Regions from separate parts of the Sus scrofa genome. Here regions 1 and 3 are each linked to region 2. The links are chromatin contacts, called in public Hi-C and promoter capture Hi-C maps. All regions are on one chromosome and are shown on one strand. Each heading gives the region's core, a stretch centred on a gene start, on an enhancer-like site or on the middle of the called end of the contact. The rest is flanking DNA. Distances are from core to core; before and after follow the strand shown. Region 1 has its middle 84 kb from the start of CAV2. Region 2 holds the start of CAV1 (caveolin 1). Region 3 has its middle 42 kb from the start of CAV2.

Evidence for each region. Promoter capture Hi-C pulls out the DNA fragments that hold promoters and counts their contacts. Hi-C and Micro-C count contacts between places; a contact is called where the count stands out from the background.
Region 1: a contact with region 2 is called in a promoter capture Hi-C map of liver, with 2.7 times the contacts expected there. The contact joins the enhancer-like site here to the promoter of CAV1 in region 2. A contact is called at or near these places in 1 of 5 promoter capture datasets (liver), 6 of 47 Hi-C or Micro-C datasets (embryonic fibroblasts, fetal heart ventricle, heart right ventricle and 3 more) and 1 of 2 datasets of contacts at active chromatin or transcription factors (skeletal muscle).
Region 3: a contact with region 2 is called in a Hi-C map of fibroblasts, with 1.6 times the contacts expected there. The contact joins the enhancer-like site here to the promoter of CAV1 in region 2. A contact is called at or near these places in 3 of 47 Hi-C or Micro-C datasets (embryonic fibroblasts, fibroblasts and heart right ventricle) and 1 of 2 datasets of contacts at active chromatin or transcription factors (skeletal muscle).

Annotation. Positions count from the first base shown.
Region 1 is chr18:29,790,363-29,793,065 of Sscrofa11.1, reverse strand. No RefSeq gene overlaps it. Among named protein-coding and RNA genes, the nearest start is that of CAV2, 84 kb to the right of the region's middle. Within about 2 kb of position 1,380, at least 9 of the 83 cell types and tissues checked have an H3K27ac peak or open chromatin away from gene starts, as enhancers often do. A contact at or near this core is called in liver, where this site is marked.
Region 2 is chr18:29,681,185-29,683,884 of Sscrofa11.1, reverse strand. CAV1 (caveolin 1) reads left to right here and starts at 1,434. Exons shown (of 4, transcript NM_001348935.1): 1 at 1,434-1,523. The coding sequence starts at 1,494.
Region 3 is chr18:29,747,877-29,750,576 of Sscrofa11.1, reverse strand. No RefSeq gene overlaps it. Among named protein-coding and RNA genes, the nearest start is that of CAV2, 42 kb to the right of the region's middle. Within about 2 kb of position 1,301, at least 3 of the 83 cell types and tissues checked have an H3K27ac peak or open chromatin away from gene starts, as enhancers often do.

The sequences.
Region 1 (2,703 bases), core at 131-2,630, 110 kb before region 2:
AAGAGAAAGCTATTGTTTCAGTAAAATATAGCTCTTCAATCAAGCACATCTAAAACACTCCACTGTCAACTGCTAGGGAAAAGCACAAGATGAAATGTAGATAGAGATCAGAAAGACATAAGTTTCAAGGAAGAGGAAAAGAATTTTAATGTAGGAAGGCGTGGAAATAAAGGTAAAATTCTGATTGATTAGGAAAAATGTGTGGAATCCTATGCACCCATGGGGAAATTATTGATCATAAATGGGTTTTTTGGGTAATAATCAGTGGTCATACTTTGACTGATTGAATTAATTGTATAACAAGGGCAATAAAATAGGTTCTTACGAGTTATACCTAACACTTCAAAACACTAAAAAAGTAATGTATAAATGTTTTATACTAAAAATGAAAATAACTTTTCTGGAGTTCCCGTCATGGCGCAGTGGTTGACGAATCCAACTAGGAACCATGAGGTTGCGGGTTCGATCCCTGCCCTTGCTCAGTGGGTTAACGATTCGGCGTTGCCGTGAGCTGTAGTGTAGGTTGCAGACGCGGCTCGGATCCCGCGTTGCTGTGGCTCTGTCGTAGGCCAGTGGCTGCAGCTCCGATTCGACCCCTCGCCTGGGAACCTCCATGTGCCGCAGGAGCTGCCCAAAGAGATGGCAAAAAGACCAAAAAAAAAAAAAAAAAAAAGAAAAAAAAAGAAAGAAAGAAAATAACTTTTCTATTCACACTCAGGTCAGATTAAGTTAGTTGGGCATTGTCAATACAGTCCTGTGAAAATATAATAATTAATACTAACACGGGGTGGAATAGAGACTGCAGGCAAGAAGCCCGAAGCAGTCTGCAACTAGAGACAGCCCTTTGCATTATGCAAACTGAGTTTTTATTTTGAATTTCTATTCTCTAGAACAGCAAAATCCGTAACGCATTTTAATCCCTTCAATGAAATAACCATAAAATTCATAGGATTTTGAAATCTGTTACTAACATTTTAAAAATGTATCCTAAGCCCCAGCATACTTTATAAATAGGTACTTTGAGACAGCTCAGGGAGTAAAACCGTTTCAGATTTATTTAATTGGCTTTCAGACTTTCTCTTCTAAATAAGCTAGCATGCAATTAGTCAACGGCAAGTTTTCACAATAGTTTAACTGGTAATGTGAAAGCAGCAGCTTAAAACTCATTTCAAGGAGAGCTATAGTTCTCCCCTTTTCTGATTTGTTATTCATCATCATACATACCTTCTTTTAAGTCACACTTCCTTTTGCATCTACTAACTTAATAAGCCCAAGAAAATGAAAAAGAAATGAAATTTCAAAATATCTCCTCTGAAGGTTCTTTGAGATTCAGAGTTACACTTCATAGAGCCAGGACTCTGAGTAATCTAAAATAAGAGCTGGCAACAGAGGCTTGCCAGCTGTTACACATTTACCAGCCCAGCTACATTTTCCCCCCTCTGGGCTGAATTTATAAAGGGCCACTTTTAACCTTATTTGGATTAAAATTTATACCATTCACACAACAGGATTTCTTTTTAAATTTTTCATTTTCTTCATTTGGTATTTATATTGAAACCAGATATTTCTGATGTCCTGTCATATTTTAGGGACCATGAAACACTACCACTGCAACATTGGAAAAAGAACTAAGAATTGACCCTTTTGTTTGCAATAATGAGGACATAATATTTGAACAATCTCTGTGACGAAAAACCTATAAATTTGCAGTTATGGCACATTTGCACTTTTTTATTTTTATGTTTTTTGCTGTTTCTTAAAAAAAAATGTAAAACATTGCAAAGGTGTGTTGGGATTCCCAAGATCACTCAATGTTTAGAGACTCTATAAAAGGATTCACAAGATTCAGCATATAGTTGTATTCACAGCTTAAGACTTAATCACAGGGAAAATGGCATGAGCAGTCTAAGGAATCCTTGTGTAGGCTTCCTTGTGCTCATCTTTCCTTATTTAAATATGAAGCATTTGAGAAAAATCTAGTTGATGTTTCACCCTCAATATAAAGTAAAAAAGAAAATTATACCACAAAGTAATTTTTTTTTAATTGAAAAACATTCGTGGAGAAAATTTTTAGCTTTTTCAGAAAACTAAGTAAATTCAGCAATATTTTCTAAATCTTCTAGGATGCTTTGAGCTGATGCCTTCCCTCACTGTTATATGGTATTGAATTATGTACGGTAATACATTTTATTTAAAACAGTAAGACTCATATATGTTCAAATTCATGCTCTGTTACTTAATAGCTTTATGGTTGAATAATTTAAAACAATAATAATAGTATAAAACCTTTCTATAACATTTGCTGAGTACCAGGCACTCTTCCACTTACTTTGCATATAGTAGCAATTAATTCTCACAATAACCCTAAGAGTATGTATTATCATTTCCCCTATTTACAGTTAAGAAAATCAAGGCACAGAGAGGTTAAACAAATTGTCCAGTGTCACACAGCTAATAAGTGGCAGAGCCAGGTTTAAATCAGACAGTCTGACTCCAGAGACTGTGTTAATGACCACTTTGCCTCACTGTTTCTCTTAAGATATGTTGCTTAACTTAGCCTCTGTTTCTCTATTATAAAAATAGGGTGATAAAACTTACAAGGTTTTTATAAAGAATATTCTAATAACAGAAGCAGAATGCCTAAAACTACTGACACAAAATAGGGACTCAACACGAGATTTTCTTTCCTTCTTCTTTTTGGTG
Region 2 (2,700 bases), core at 185-2,684:
TTTAATGTATCCTGTGCCCTTTCAAGTATGGTCCCAGCTTTTTCATTTCAAGTCATAATTTGACTTTTTTTTTTTTTTTTTTTTTTTGTCTTTTTGCTATTTCTTCGGGCCGCTCCCGCGGCATATGGAGGTTCCCAGGCTAGGGGTCTAATCGGAGCTGTAGCCACTGGCCTAGGCCAGAGCCACAGCAACTCGGGATCCAGCCGTGTCTGCAACCTACACCACAGCTCACGGCAACGCCGGATCGTTAGCCCACTGAGTAAGGGCAGGGACCGAACCTGCAACCTCATGGTTCCTAGTCGGATTCGTTAACCACTGCGCCACGACGGGAACTCCATAATTTGACTTTTGATTGCATGTGGAATGTAATGTAAAATGTCCTTTCCATTTTTGGATAGTGAATTTCCTTATTATTGCCACAAAGTAAAAGGACCGATTCAATTCATTTTGTGCTGCATTATCATAAGGTAAAGAGAGAAGCCCTCAATTTGGGAACAGATAAAATACTTTAATTGCTAACAACTTTTTAAACATTCTAATTAATTATTAGAAAAAACAAGCCTCCCTTAACTCACAGCCAAGCACATTTTTAAAAATGAACCTTCTCTGGTAAACTGGAAACAATCAAATATTTGTATAATTGTAAATGTTTTATGTATTAACCTGTTGGCACAAATCTCTGTTCCAGAAAAAAAAATAGTGATAATATTACGAAAGTTAAACATTTTTGCTTTTTATTTCAAAGCATTTGGGAAGCATTTCAGAAATGGTTGGGAATTGTTAAATTCTGCCTGCCTGCTTCTCCAAGTTTCCGTCCACACAGTGGAGATATAAACCAGTGTCACCAAAAGTTCGCCCCCCACACACACCCCACAGATTCCTTCCTTGTGTTTAGATGTGAAATGTACCTAAAAGTTCCCTGACATTTTTCATCCCTTCCTCTGTGAAAAGAGGAGACAGTTGTGTCTTAAGCAGCGATGGAACTTGGGCAGCATGAAGACAAATGGCTTAGAAGAGGGCAGAATTCTTCCTGAAGCTTGGGTGCCCATACTAGGCATATCGGCAGGGAGTCAACTCCCTCTGCTCCCCACCCCTGCTGGGATGATGCACTGCGAAAACATCTGCCCGCCTCAGAATGCCTCTCAGTGGCTTACAGCTGGAAAAATGTTGCCCCAGGTTTAAAATATCTGCCAAAGCAACCCAGTGCGAGTGAAACGCTTTCTCATTGCTCTTAGCTCCCTACGGGCGCTCCCGCCCTCTGCTGCCAGAACCTTGGGGATGTGCCTAGACCCGGCACAGAGCACATCCCCGCCAACCGCGAGCAGAACAAACCCTTGGCCGATTGCCAAGAGGCTCCCTCCCAGCCACCGCCCCCCCCCCGCCAGTGCCTCCCCCCCCGCCCCCCATACAATACAAGATCTTCCTTCCTCAGTTCCTTTAAATCACAGCCCAGGGAAATCTCCTCAGAGCCTTCATCCAGCCACGGGGCCAGAATGTCGGGGGGCAAATACGTAGACTCAGAGGTAGGATTGGGTGGGTGCGCTCTCGGCTCGGGCTCGCTCGCAAGGAGCGCTGCTTCTGCTATCTCCCACTCCAAATAGTCGAACTGCTTTGCTTGCCCCAGCTCTCTCTCGACTTTGGAGCACTCGCGCTGGCATTGCAGAGGAATGGGCCTGGGCGGGGAGGTGAAGAGGAGGCAGGAATGTTTTATTATGTTTTCTATTAGGAAGGGAGACCCTAAGCTAGAAGATCGCGGAAGAGATGGTGCTTGAGGTCCTGAAGTTAGGTCTGCCGAACCGACGAAGCGTTTCTGAATGGCTCAGGGGTGCTGACTTAATGCGGGGACCCTCATGGTCTGGCCCCTGCCTGCTGGGAGGCGGAGAGCTAGAGCGCTGGGTGGGAGGTTATTCACCCGCAGTCCTGGGGACAATCCCCGCCAGGCGCCTGCACCAGCTGGCCCGGGCAGCGGGCGCGCGTCCTGTTTGCACTTTCCGAACCTCTTGGGCCACCTCAAGAACTCTTCCCGCATATCGGTGCCTTGCAGGGGTGTCGGGAGAGGGGCACACCTCCCTTCCCCCTGACACTATCTCCCTCCCTAACACTGTCTCCCTCCCTTTCCAACCACCTCCTGGCGCTCGGGCTCCGCCTGGGTGTGGAGACCTCGTTTTCCCAAAAGCAGCCGCTGTGCAGCGACCGGCCGACTGCATAGGAGTGACCTAAGGGTGGGTGGGGGAAGCTGTGCAGGTGAGATACTGTTCTAGAGGAGTTTAGGGGGTCTGACACTCGGCTCCGCACAAAGACTGGGGATGCACAAAGACTGGGGAGTGGAGGGAGCTGCTGAGGGACCTAGAGCGAAGAGGGAGAATGAAATACGCGGGCAGATGCAAGGGAGGTGAGACGCAGCCAGGCAGCAACGAAAATAAAGTCACTCCGTGGGACCGGAGGTTCAAAAGGGATCTTAAGGATGAAACTAGAAGGGATTATGGAGAGAAAGGAAATGGGGGCCAGGGACGCGAGCAGGTGAAGCACTCGGGAGAGGGTGGCGTGTCGGAGAGAGAGGCTGAAGAAAAGTCAGTCAGGTCCTCTCCCTTGTGGGGGTCTCGGCGGGGTGCTGCGGGCAAGGGCTTGCACAGAGCTGGGGCCAGGGCTGACCGGGCAGCGGAGTTTGTCCTGACCCCTGGCGGTGGCGGGCGGGGGAGG
Region 3 (2,700 bases), core at 52-2,551, 67 kb before region 2:
TCTTTCCCCAAGTAATTGGCCCTCAGTAAGTACAGAACTCATCAAATAAAGAAACAGATGCATACATGTATACTGAAGTCAGCTTTGAGATCAGTTTTAAACATGGCAAATACAATTTTAGTAAAACAGAGAACTGAAATTGCAATGAGCTGATTAACAGATAATTCTGCAATATATCCTAACTTCTTACTTTTCAGGAAGACTTAAATCATATGTAGTTGTATATGAGCTCATAACAAAATTAAAATCAAAATCAAATGTAAAGTAGTAAGCTAAGCTTCAGATTGTACTACATAGTAGTATATTCTACTGGGAGTTCCCATTTTGGTGCAGTGGAAATGAATCCGACCAGTATCCATGAGAATTTGGGCTCCACCCCTGGCCTCACTCAGTGGGTCAGGGATCCAGCATTGCCATGAGTTGTGGTGAAGGTCGCAGACATGGCTCAGATCCCAAGTTGCTGCGGCTGTGGTGTAGGCCAGCAGCTGTAGCTATGATTCAACCCCTAACCTGGGAACCTCCATATGCCTCGGATGTGGTCCTAAAAAAGCAAAAAAAGAGAGATGTATCCCAAAGCAACTTTCCAAAACTACTTTTGTTTTACCTGATTCAAACCACTAGAATATCTAATTAATTTCTAACAGCATTTTGAAAAATGATAGAGTAAAATATTGACCTGCATAATGCCAGAATCTGTTGATTCGCTTTGCCCCTGAAAACATGATGCCTTGTTAAAGTTAACTAACATGTTTGTGTTAATTTTTAAAAATTCAAACAATACTTATGTGGCTATAACAAACAATGCTTGGAGTCCTAGGAAATTACATTAGCTTTATAGCCAGATGTTTTGGTTGGAACTAAAATATCAAGTGTTGTTTATACATGAAATCATGTCATTTCAGTTGGAAGATCTTAAAGGTCATTTATTCCAACATCTAGACTAATGCGTGAGACCATATTCTCTACAATATCCAACTTATTTTTAAAAGTCTTATTTTATTTATTTAGCCAAAGAATATTTATAGAGTACCAACAACATGCCGGGCACTGAACCAGATGTTGTAGATATAGGAGTTAACCAAACATACAGTTTTTTTCTTTATGAAACTTACTTATTGAAAAATAATTGATAAAAGACTGGCAATTAGCAATTTAGACTACAGTTTTCCTTCCCATCACCATCATCACCCCTCCCCTCAATGCCAAAAAATGCAAACCATTCTACTTGCCAAATATGTCCTGTAAAGTATCCAGCGGCCTTTTGGGAGTACCATGAATTCTATTCATAGCCTGGTCTACTCAATCTTTCAGCTACTCCAAATATCTACCCCTTATCGCTCTCTCTCTGACTCTTTGCCTTATGACTTACAAAGATCCACTGCACCTACCAGAACCCATAGCAATAATTAAAGGTTCTCTACTCTTAAATTCAAATGTTTGTTTGTTTTAGTAATACTAGCTTACATTTACATATACCTTCTTCCATAGTGAGGGAGTTGTTAAAACCAATATCCATCTTGTTATATACCTCTCACTACTCATGAAAGCTCAGGTCCCGTGGATGGAAGTTTCACCAGCCTCTGTCCTACTTATTCCTAGCTTATTTCCTTCCCCTACTACTAGAGCTGATGAGAGTCTAACATGTTTCAACATACACCTGCGCTTTTCTGAAATATTAGAATCAAGGACAATGGCATGTGACTATTTTATAGATTTTTAAGATTGTTGTAGTATTTCATTTTAGTTCTGAACTACTTTCTTCTTAATTTCTCCTGTAACTAATAATGTTATAGAAAAATTCTAGTTCACTTTTGATAAGTATAGGCTTCCATTTTATAGCCACATCTAATCATTTTTAGAGAAAATAAACATCTGAAAAACTACTTGCAAATAAATACAGGTTTTGTGTAATCACAAATAATGCTACAATACTTTTTAATTGAAATATAATTGATTTACCATATTATATTAGTTTCAGGTATACAGCATTACTACTTTTCTTTTAACTGATTCAGATCACTAGAAATACCCAATTCATTTCTGAGATCATTTTGAAAAAAAAAAATAAAGAGTAAAACATTGACTGCAATATTTTTGTAGATTATACTCCATTTAAAGTTATTGCAAAATAATGACTATCTTTCCCTGTGCAGTATAATATATTCCCACTGCTTATCTGTTATACATAGTATTTTCTATCTCTTAATCTCATATCCCTACCTTATAATACTTTTTAGATGCTTGTGAAGGGTTTTTGTTTTAGCTCTTTGTCAGTCTGAATTGTCCAATATGGAAAGCACTAGCTATACATGGCTATATCCACCTTAGTTAATTAAAATTAAGTATATTAAGGTGCAGTTAGTCACAATAGCTTCATTGTAGGTGCTCAGTAGCTACTAGGCAGACATGGCTAGAGTATTAGGCAACCCATATACAGAATGTCTCCAGCATTCCAGAAAATTCTACTGGACAACATGGATCTATATGGTGCTAATAATGGTGAAGTATATCTGAAAGAGAAATAATGTGCTAAAGATCAGACTAGACTTTTAGGTTGTTAAATCCTACCTTCCTTGTCTTATGAGTAAAACGAGATGGGTAAATGCTTCATTTTATTGTTCTTTCTTCTTTATCACACAAATAACAAATATCCATTATTGATAAAGTTAAAATCAAAGAAGTAAAAAAAAAAAAGTAAAT